3 separate regions of the Mus musculus genome follow, and all the other regions are linked to region 2. The links are chromatin contacts, called in public HiChIP or PLAC-seq maps. All regions are on one chromosome and are shown on one strand. Each heading gives the region's core, a stretch centred on a gene start, on an enhancer-like site or on the middle of the called end of the contact. The rest is flanking DNA. Distances are from core to core; before and after follow the strand shown. Region 1 overlaps Cers6 (ceramide synthase 6). Region 2 has its middle 40 kb from the start of Gm36174. Region 3 overlaps Cers6 (ceramide synthase 6).

The links. HiChIP or PLAC-seq counts read pairs in DNA pulled down with a chosen protein or histone mark.
Region 1: a contact with region 2 is called in an H3K4me3 HiChIP or PLAC-seq map of bone marrow-derived macrophages, with 8 times the contacts expected there. The contact joins two enhancer-like sites. A contact is called at or near these places in 4 of 484 Hi-C or Micro-C datasets (bone marrow-derived macrophages, liver, muscle stem cells and 1 more), 5 of 115 datasets of contacts at active chromatin or transcription factors (acute myeloid leukemia, bone marrow-derived macrophages, embryonic stem cells and 2 more) and 1 of 9 other capture datasets (embryonic stem cells).
Region 3: a contact with region 2 is called in an H3K4me3 HiChIP or PLAC-seq map of bone marrow-derived macrophages, with 4 times the contacts expected there. The contact joins two enhancer-like sites. A contact is called at or near these places in 8 of 484 Hi-C or Micro-C datasets (bone marrow-derived macrophages, cortical neurons, granulocyte-monocyte progenitors and 4 more) and 3 of 115 datasets of contacts at active chromatin or transcription factors (bone marrow-derived macrophages and fibro-adipogenic progenitors).

Annotation. Positions count from the first base shown.
Region 1 is chr2:69,014,027-69,016,726 of GRCm38.p6, reverse strand. The region is part of intron 4 of Cers6 (ceramide synthase 6); the gene reads right to left. Among named protein-coding and RNA genes, the nearest start is that of Gm52515, 47 kb to the right of the region's middle. Within about 2 kb of position 1,411, at least 38 of the 459 cell types and tissues checked have an H3K27ac peak or open chromatin away from gene starts, as enhancers often do. A contact at or near this core is called in acute myeloid leukemia and bone marrow-derived macrophages, where this site is marked.
Region 2 is chr2:68,781,181-68,783,880 of GRCm38.p6, reverse strand. No RefSeq gene overlaps it. Among named protein-coding and RNA genes, the nearest start is that of Gm36174, 40 kb to the left of the region's middle. Within about 2 kb of position 1,315, at least 95 of the 459 cell types and tissues checked have an H3K27ac peak or open chromatin away from gene starts, as enhancers often do. A contact at or near this core is called in acute myeloid leukemia, bone marrow-derived macrophages and granulocyte-monocyte progenitors, where this site is marked.
Region 3 is chr2:68,982,235-68,984,934 of GRCm38.p6, reverse strand. The region is part of intron 3 of Cers6 (ceramide synthase 6); the gene reads right to left. Among named protein-coding and RNA genes, the nearest start is that of Gm52515, 15 kb to the right of the region's middle. Within about 2 kb of position 1,379, at least 77 of the 459 cell types and tissues checked have an H3K27ac peak or open chromatin away from gene starts, as enhancers often do. A contact at or near this core is called in bone marrow-derived macrophages and granulocyte-monocyte progenitors, where this site is marked.

The DNA.
Region 1 (2,700 bases), core at 162-2,661, 230 kb before region 2:
AGACTCATTCTAAAAGCAAATTCAGACAATGCAGCAGCCAGAGCAACCAGATCGCAACAGTAAGTATGAAGTGGGGAGCAGGGAGTTGTTCTCCATCTTGACCCAGGGTTTGAATTAATTCTCTTAGTGAAACTTCTGGCTGTAGATGGGCTTCAGGAGTTAGGCCACTGCACTTGAAGAACTGATATTTGCTGGTCATGCCAAAACCAAAGCAAGCTGTTGAGCCAACTGTCTGTATTGGGAGCAAGAGGAGGGTTGGGGAAGGTAACAGTGATTCGGGCCCAGAGAAGCAGAAATGGAGTGACAGGCACTTTATCCTCTGGACCTCTACCAGGAAAACGGGACACCCTTTGGCATTTGTGTCTACAAATTTCCCTTTCTCTCCGGAGATACGGAAAAGAAAGTGGGAAATGAGAATATACCGTCTCCCTCAAATGGTCTCTTTACTTTTCCTGCCCATTCTTCCAATGTCAGTTTCAACCCACGGGCAAGGCAGTATGTGGGACATTTGCTTCATTTTAAAAGCAAGTTCTAGAATGTTCAGTTTCCTACTTCTTTTTCCTATTCTCTAGCTTAGAAATGTGCTCAGTTCTCAATATGGATCGCATGAGTCCCACCATCTGCCACGTGGATAAAGAGCAGATCTGATGTGCCCTGATTACAGACTTTCAGCAACTCTGCCTGCAGTGCTGACAGTGTTAGTGGTGTGCATGGAAGCAGGCAACAAGTCCATGTGGATCGCTATGTCCTCTGCACAGCACGGGGTGGAGATAAGAGGAGAGACTCACAGCCATGAGGACTGGGAAAGATCAAAGGGGAGGAGTCCACTACAGTCCATACTTGTGATGGCCATCTGAGCATTCAAGGCATCAACCATCCTGGTTACTACAAGTCAAACAGGTTCGCTAAGTCTATGAGTGGGGGCAGTGGGGGATTGCAAACCTTTCCCATTAAAAGTAATATATGTTTTACACGTTCTAGACCCTAGTACAGTAAGAAAAGCTTTTCTTGGTTGAAAACATGAAAGTATTTCTGGAAACCCTAGGCACATACAATTTTAGTAGACACTAAGCATGTTTAAGTCTAAAAATGGTCCTTAAAAATAAAGTGCTCTCCCATCCTCCCACCACAACTGAAGGCAAAGAGGTATAATATCAGAGTAGGCTGGCACTGCAGGACTTGACGCAATACCAAGCCCTTCTTAGGGGAGGCTGTTTGACAGTGGTGAGGGCGGGTGAAGAATCACACAGCCTGGGGCTGGGTGCCATCCCTACCACCTGACGTTACTTAACCTCTCTGACATGGTTTTCCTTTCTAAATGGTGTAGCAACTCGAGCTTCTGCCCAGGGAGAAGATCACTGGACTGTCACAGTACAGATCTCAGCAGACATAGCTTACGACATGAGCTACCCACTTCCCCCTCCTTCCCCAAATCAGCCGCCTGCTTCTCCGAGGGATGCCACAGAACTAGAGTCCATTCAACAATTATTTCTAAGCGTAAGCTTTTTGAGAAAGCGTGTGACAGGGACTGGAGGCACAGCAGTCCACATGCATGAAGCCTGGGTTTAATGTCCGGCACCCAAAAATAGAAGGCTGTACCCTACCTCACTATTCACTACCTTCAGATGAAGTATAGGGGACCCTTGGACAAAAAACAGCTTCTTACCCCAGTGGGAAAAGATCCCAAGTGAAATAACAATACCCCCGTGTTTAAGCAACAAACAGGCATGCTCTGGAGGAAGTAGGAAAAAAAGTGGAAAGGAAGGAAAGAAGAAAAGAGAAGGGGAAGGAAGGGGGAAGGAGGAAGAAGGAAGGGGGAGGGGCAAGATCTTTAGATGCTTTATTTTGTTTTTTTTTTTGTTTTTTTTTGTTTTTTTTTTTTTTTTCGTGACAGGGTTTCTCTGTATAGCCCTGGCTGTCCTGGAACTCACTTTGTAGACCAGGCTGGCCTTGAACTCAGAAATCCTCCTGCCTCTGCCTCCCGAGTGCTGGGATTAAAGGCATGTGCCACCACCGCCCAGATTAGATGCTTTATTTGTTTGCTTATGTAAATAAGTACTTAGACTTTGCAGTGCTGAAGAGCAAAAGAACGGCACAACCTTGTACACACCAGGCAAGAGCTCGCCCATCGAGCTGGATGCCCAAGGTTGAGAAGTCTCTCTAAACTTCCACTTCTTCTCTTCTCTCCTTTCAGAAGTAGCTTCGTAAGCTGCCAAGAGCAGGCTTGTGTCCTCTCTTTTCTCTTTTCATGTTCAGCCTCTTCCATGCCAACTGTCCAAAACTGGCTTTCTGCCCACCATCCCTGAGTGTACCTAGCAAGATGAAGCTCATGTGGATGAAGTGGTTATCTCCAGAGCTGAGCCAAAAGCCAAAGACAGGCAAAAGCCACAGACGACAGCAGCTGCGGGGCCAACACGTCTTCCCATGCACCCAGGGTCTACTGCTGCAATTCCTTCCTTCCACCGTAACCAGGGCCCTTTCCCCGCTCAGGCTCAACTGTCTGTAACTTCTTCATTTTTCTCCTAAACCAAGGCTGAAGTCCTGGCTGATCCATCACGGACATGGGTGCTCGTCTAGCCCCGCCTTATTTTTCATTACATGAAGCCTCTTCTCATCCCATGACTCTACAAACAATCCTTCATTGTGGGGGTCTCCTTCATTGCTCCAAGTTTGGTCTACTCCTTAACTTCCATTTTGCTG
Region 2 (2,700 bases), core at 66-2,565:
TCCAGAGAGGAGGAACACAAAGATGGCGGTGAGAGCAGGTGTCTCCTTGAGAAACTCTTCCTTAGTTTAGGTCTGGGGAAACACAGAACACTGAGCATCTGAAACTGAAGCTCCCAGAACATTCTCCGTGTGGCCCACGGTATCTCACGTGTGAGCATCTGTATGGGAGGCTGGGGATGAGACAGGTCCTCACCTCAATGTGAGGCTGCCTGACTTTGCTCTGTGCAGATCCCTCTGTGGGCAGCTAGAGTAGGCAGTGCCCATGTGGACTTCAGTTACTGGAGTTGCTGGAGTCTACCATCAACTCACTGCTCTTTACACTGAGGAAAGACCATCAAGGAACACTCTGAGCAGTTAACAAATATCTGAGATTCCAGTCTAGAGTGACTTAAGGTAGCCAGGACTGGAAGCAAGAAAAATGGAAAGACTGGAAATACTCTTTCTTCCACAAACTTTGACCATAATTTTGAGACCAGGGCCAGTGCACCTCATAAGATGGACTTGTATCTTTGAAAATGGCATCCCTCTATCCCCTAATCAACTGTGGTTCCAGCATAGGAACAATACCACATCATGGAAAGGGCCTTTCAGCATTTATCACTATTTGCCACTGGAGAAAATAATGACAAACTGGCGTGTCTTTCTCCGGATGCTAATGGTCAGACATTTGCCATTAACTAGGGTAAGGACTGAAGGGAACCTGAAAATGGGGGCTGTTCCTACCCTGAAGCAGCACAATAATTTCCGGGCATTCTGTAGAACTCTGGGTTAAAATTTAATACTAAACAGTCTACGAGAATAAAGGATGGGGGTAGAATAGGAGGAAAATTGCAGGAGATAGGGAGCTGTTGTCTCAGAGCTGCCTTGTGCACATGAGGGCTGTTTTTAAACAATGAATCATTTTCCCACTCTCCTCAGCAGCTCCTTCCTGTAACCCTCAGCCTGCTGCGTCTCACTGAGAAAGGAGAAAAGGAAGGATGCAATTTATTCAGATTCCTGCAAGTGGCTAGCGCTCATTTGGACATCTCATCTGTACGTGTGCAACGGGCCATGCGAGGAAGAAGTACTAAAATAGACATCGAACTGCCAGGAGTGGAAGCAAAAACGCTGCCAAGACAGATAAGAGCAGGGCTTCGGAGATAAACCAAAGCATCAACTTCAGCATGGCCAGGAGGACAACAACATCCACAAATGCCTAACAGAAGTAGACTCGATGTAGGAAGTATGAATCAGGGACTGGGAGATCGACAGAAAGTGTCTCCAGAGCCCCCATTTCCTGATCAGAGGCACCCTTAGTCTCAAGTTACAAGACTGTTTCCTCCCAGCCCCAGACACTTCGGTGTCACTTCCGGTGGTGAATAATTACAAAGGCCAGGGAATAAAGTATAAAGGGGCATTAGAATGGAACAGAGTGACAAGTTCATATATTTGTGTCATACTGTTGCGCCTACCTCACACTCAGAAGTTTCCTGGGAGGACGTCAGTTTGTGATCTAGAGATCAACCTTTACACAGTTAACCCACAGCTGGACTACATTTCCCAGATATCCCTGGGTCAGGCCCAATCGTCCAAGAGAGATCTGCCTGATGAAATACAGGTGGAAGTGTTAGATTTACTTCCAGATATGGTCAGACCAGACCCCCTCTGCCTCCCAGACTCATCATCCTTCATGATTTTCCCACGGATACGGTGATGGCACAAGATGGAGGACACATGGGCCATAAGAGCTACTAGTCAATCAGGAACAAGAATTTTGAAACTTGGGGTGATGTTTCAATTCTCTGTTCCTGCAGAATGATTCCAAACAGCGAGCCAAAACAATTTGTTTTCATCTCTATTGGTACTATAGGCTGGCTCAGATGGATCTAACTTGGGCTGCTTCATATAGACTTGCAGTTAGTTGTGAGCATATCTCTTTCAATTCTTAACTTGATTCACTGCCCCGGCCCTCTGACAGCTCCTGAGAAACACTTTTAGAAGTCATAGGCCTGGAGAAGATGGCTTAATCGGCAAAGTGTTCCCTGAAGAAGCTGGCGGACCGGAGTTTGATTCTTCAGCTCACGTGCACACTCTTGTATCTCAGCATTTGCTATATGGAGATAGTAGGACCACTGGTTCTGCCAGGCAGACTTAAAGAGAGTAGTGAGGTCCTAACACAGTGGCAAACATCTGAGTAACATCTGCGGTCATCCCCTGTCCTCGAAGGCACATACAAACATTCAAAGAATTCATGTTCAAGGCCCTCCCAGTCCGTAGATAAGCAAATTTATGTGGATTAGAAGAGCGCCTAGAGACATACATTTTACACAGCGCTGTTTGCCGAGCTTAATTCTCTTCTCAGTCCTTTGAATTTTCTACCTCCCTGGCTACACACAGGGGGAGTCAGCCTCTTTGCAAACCTGACTGGTCAAGTCAGAATGATGGCACTCCCGGAAGCCACAGTCATGTTGCTCCTCTTTTTGATGACATTCTCCAGGGTGACCCTGAAGAATTCTCTTTGACACTCTGCCACATACTAAGGTTCTGGTGCACTGAGCTAGAGTCCTTAGCCTGAATCTTCGGCAGTGATAAACTTCTTGTTCACTTGCTCGATCTTCTTTACACAGAGGCTGAGCATCCACTTTGATCTTTCTGCCTTATTGCCTGGAATCCAGCTTGTCTTGCTGTGTCTGCTCATGGGCACGAGACTTGAGTTTCATG
Region 3 (2,700 bases), core at 130-2,629, 200 kb before region 2:
GATATAAAGGGGCATCATCAGCCCATTAAAATTCCCCATTCTTTTTAATAAACCACTTGACTTTGCCAGGTTTCAGCTACAAAAGGAATGAATTTCGGATGAGAAAAAAAAAAGTACATTTCTAGTACAGATGGAGGGAGAAAAAAGAAGACCCTTTGTTAATCACTATACTATGAGTAGCTGGGGGTTTCTTTCTTCCTTTCCAAAAGGAAGAGTTTGTCATGCACTCAAGTTCTTACACAGTCTCTTATTGACAATGTTCTCTCTTGGGTGCTTTATTTTTGAACAAAGAAGTATTCTCTTAATGAAGCCACTTGACCTCCTCAATCAATGTTAGTTTGTGATGCTTAGAAAGGTCAGCTGATGCCATCAGCTCTTTTAAGAAAGCAGAGGCATTTAACAAAAAAGCAAACAAAAGGCTTGACTATTCTAGCATCATGACCGTGTAACTGTTCATATCAGACATGATTACAAACAGCCTCTTAAGATCTCTTTTAGTAAGGAATGCAGTAAGGGAGAGTTTTAGAGATTGCCAGTATACATCTATTGGAAGAAACAAAAATAAAATGCACTAAAGAGGTAAAGGATGGCTGGGCACGGGATAAACTTTAGAGCAGTGCTTCTCCATCTGTGGGTCATGACCCCTTTGGGGGTTGGAAGATACTTTCACAGGGGTCACCTAAGATCCTCAGAAAACACAGATATTTGCATTATGATTTATAACACTAGCAAAATGACAGTTAGGAAGTAGCAACAAAACAATTTTATGGTTGGGCATCAGCACAACATGAGGAACTGTGTTAAAGGATCACAGGAATTAGGAAGGATTAGGGAGGTTGAGAACCACTGAGTTAGAGGAACAACTTCAAAAGTAGATGCCAAACACAACTGCAATGGGGGTAAAAAGAACAAAGTCTGCTGGTTTCTTCTGGATGTTATGAAGTGACTCCACTGCAGTCAAAGACAGACGCCAATGAGGAATGTGAACATGTTACTTCGTGGCAGTAAATGAGTAAGCATTCCTATATAAGCCTTCAATTAATGTAATTAACACACAATTGATATTGTTTCATCTTCTAAAGTGGGCACATAAGGGCTGGGGATGTAGTTCAGTTGGTAGAGTGCTTGCCTAAAAAGCAGAAGGCCCTGGGCTCAATCCTTAGCACTGCATAAACCAGCCAGGATGATGCAAGCCTACGATCCCAGCCCTCAGGAAGTAAAGCAGGAGGCTAATTTCAAAATCATAGTCAACGACAAAGCAAGTTTGAAGCCAATCTGGGTTACATGCAACCTTGTCTCCAGAACTCCCAAGGGCTGGTCCCAGAATGTCTTTATATAGGAAGGCATCCTGTCACCTGGCTTTGGTATGTGGCAGTTGAGAAAGTCTAAGCTTAGTTAGCAATGGTATGAAAGTGAGTCAGAGATATGTCAGACATTGCCTCAGTGCTCAACCACTAGAATTCCAGAATTAGGAAGGAGACGAGAAAAACCTTGCATTCCCAAGGGACCAAGACATCTACTTAGTACTTTTGCTATGATAAAAGAATCTCACACTCATGTTTTCTTCAGAGCAAACAGATGATTATACTAACTTCATAACCCATGTTTTCAATTTAAAATTGTGTGGGCTAACAAAGGAGCAGGGCCCTAAAACAGTATTTCCGTGCTTGCAGGCAAGGAACCGAGCCTTTGGAGTATTTGAGCAGTCTCTCTTGTAACACCATTTTCCCTCCAAAGCTGTTCTGCCAGGCTATCCTTTCATAGTCACGTGAACAGAACATTCTGGAAATAGGTCAGGAAGTCAAGTTTAAAAAAAAAAAAAAGACCCATGACAACAGACTGCTTCCACTTAACCTATTCTATACCCTCTAAGGGGAGAGACTCATGAGTCCCCCACAGGCCTCCCTGAGGGACTACAGGAAGTGAATGGTCACTGGGGGAGAATTTGTCACTTTCTTCAGTGGTGTGGCTTCTGATGAATTGTTCATGCTTGGGGAAGTAACTTGCTACCCATGCTCACAGTGGGTTCTACATACAAAAGCAACATGGTAGTAAAAGACAGACCCTTTGGGAAAAAGAATGGTTCCAGTGGGAGGGAGAATGGGGGAGAGAGGGAAATGGGAGGAAGGTGAAAGGGCTAAAATTCATTATACACACATAGGAGACTATCAACAAATACGAAAAGGTAAACATCTTTTAAAAGAAACAACGCAATCATTCGAAGGCAAATAGTGTTGGCATTTGTATCTTAATGAGCAGCTGATTGACATTAATGTTTCCCAAAGTGTCTCAGCGCTCAGCCTAGTGCTGGTCTAAAGTTTCCCTAGCAGGAACCACATGAGAAGAAAGTGTGGGCCATAACCCAAACTAACACAAAAGCCCCTCTCTATACCCTGCACATACTCTCCCAAGTATCTCAGACTCTGCCCGTCAGGAGCAGGGCAGGGAATTACCAAAGCATTGCATGCAAACCATCAGCTGCTCGTCTCTCCTGGGATGCTGTTCCTGGTGTGAGCCCAAGCTCGGGTTCTGCAAACCTCCCTAAAAGCAAGGTGGAATGGCTTGCTAGTGACAGAGCTTCCCTCTCTACAGGACAGGGCATTAAGCTCCAGCAAAGGTAGCAGTCATTTGCATCCATCAGCTTCACTAAACCTAAGAGTCAGCTGCACTTGCATCCCCAGAGCCCCCAGACAGCACGAG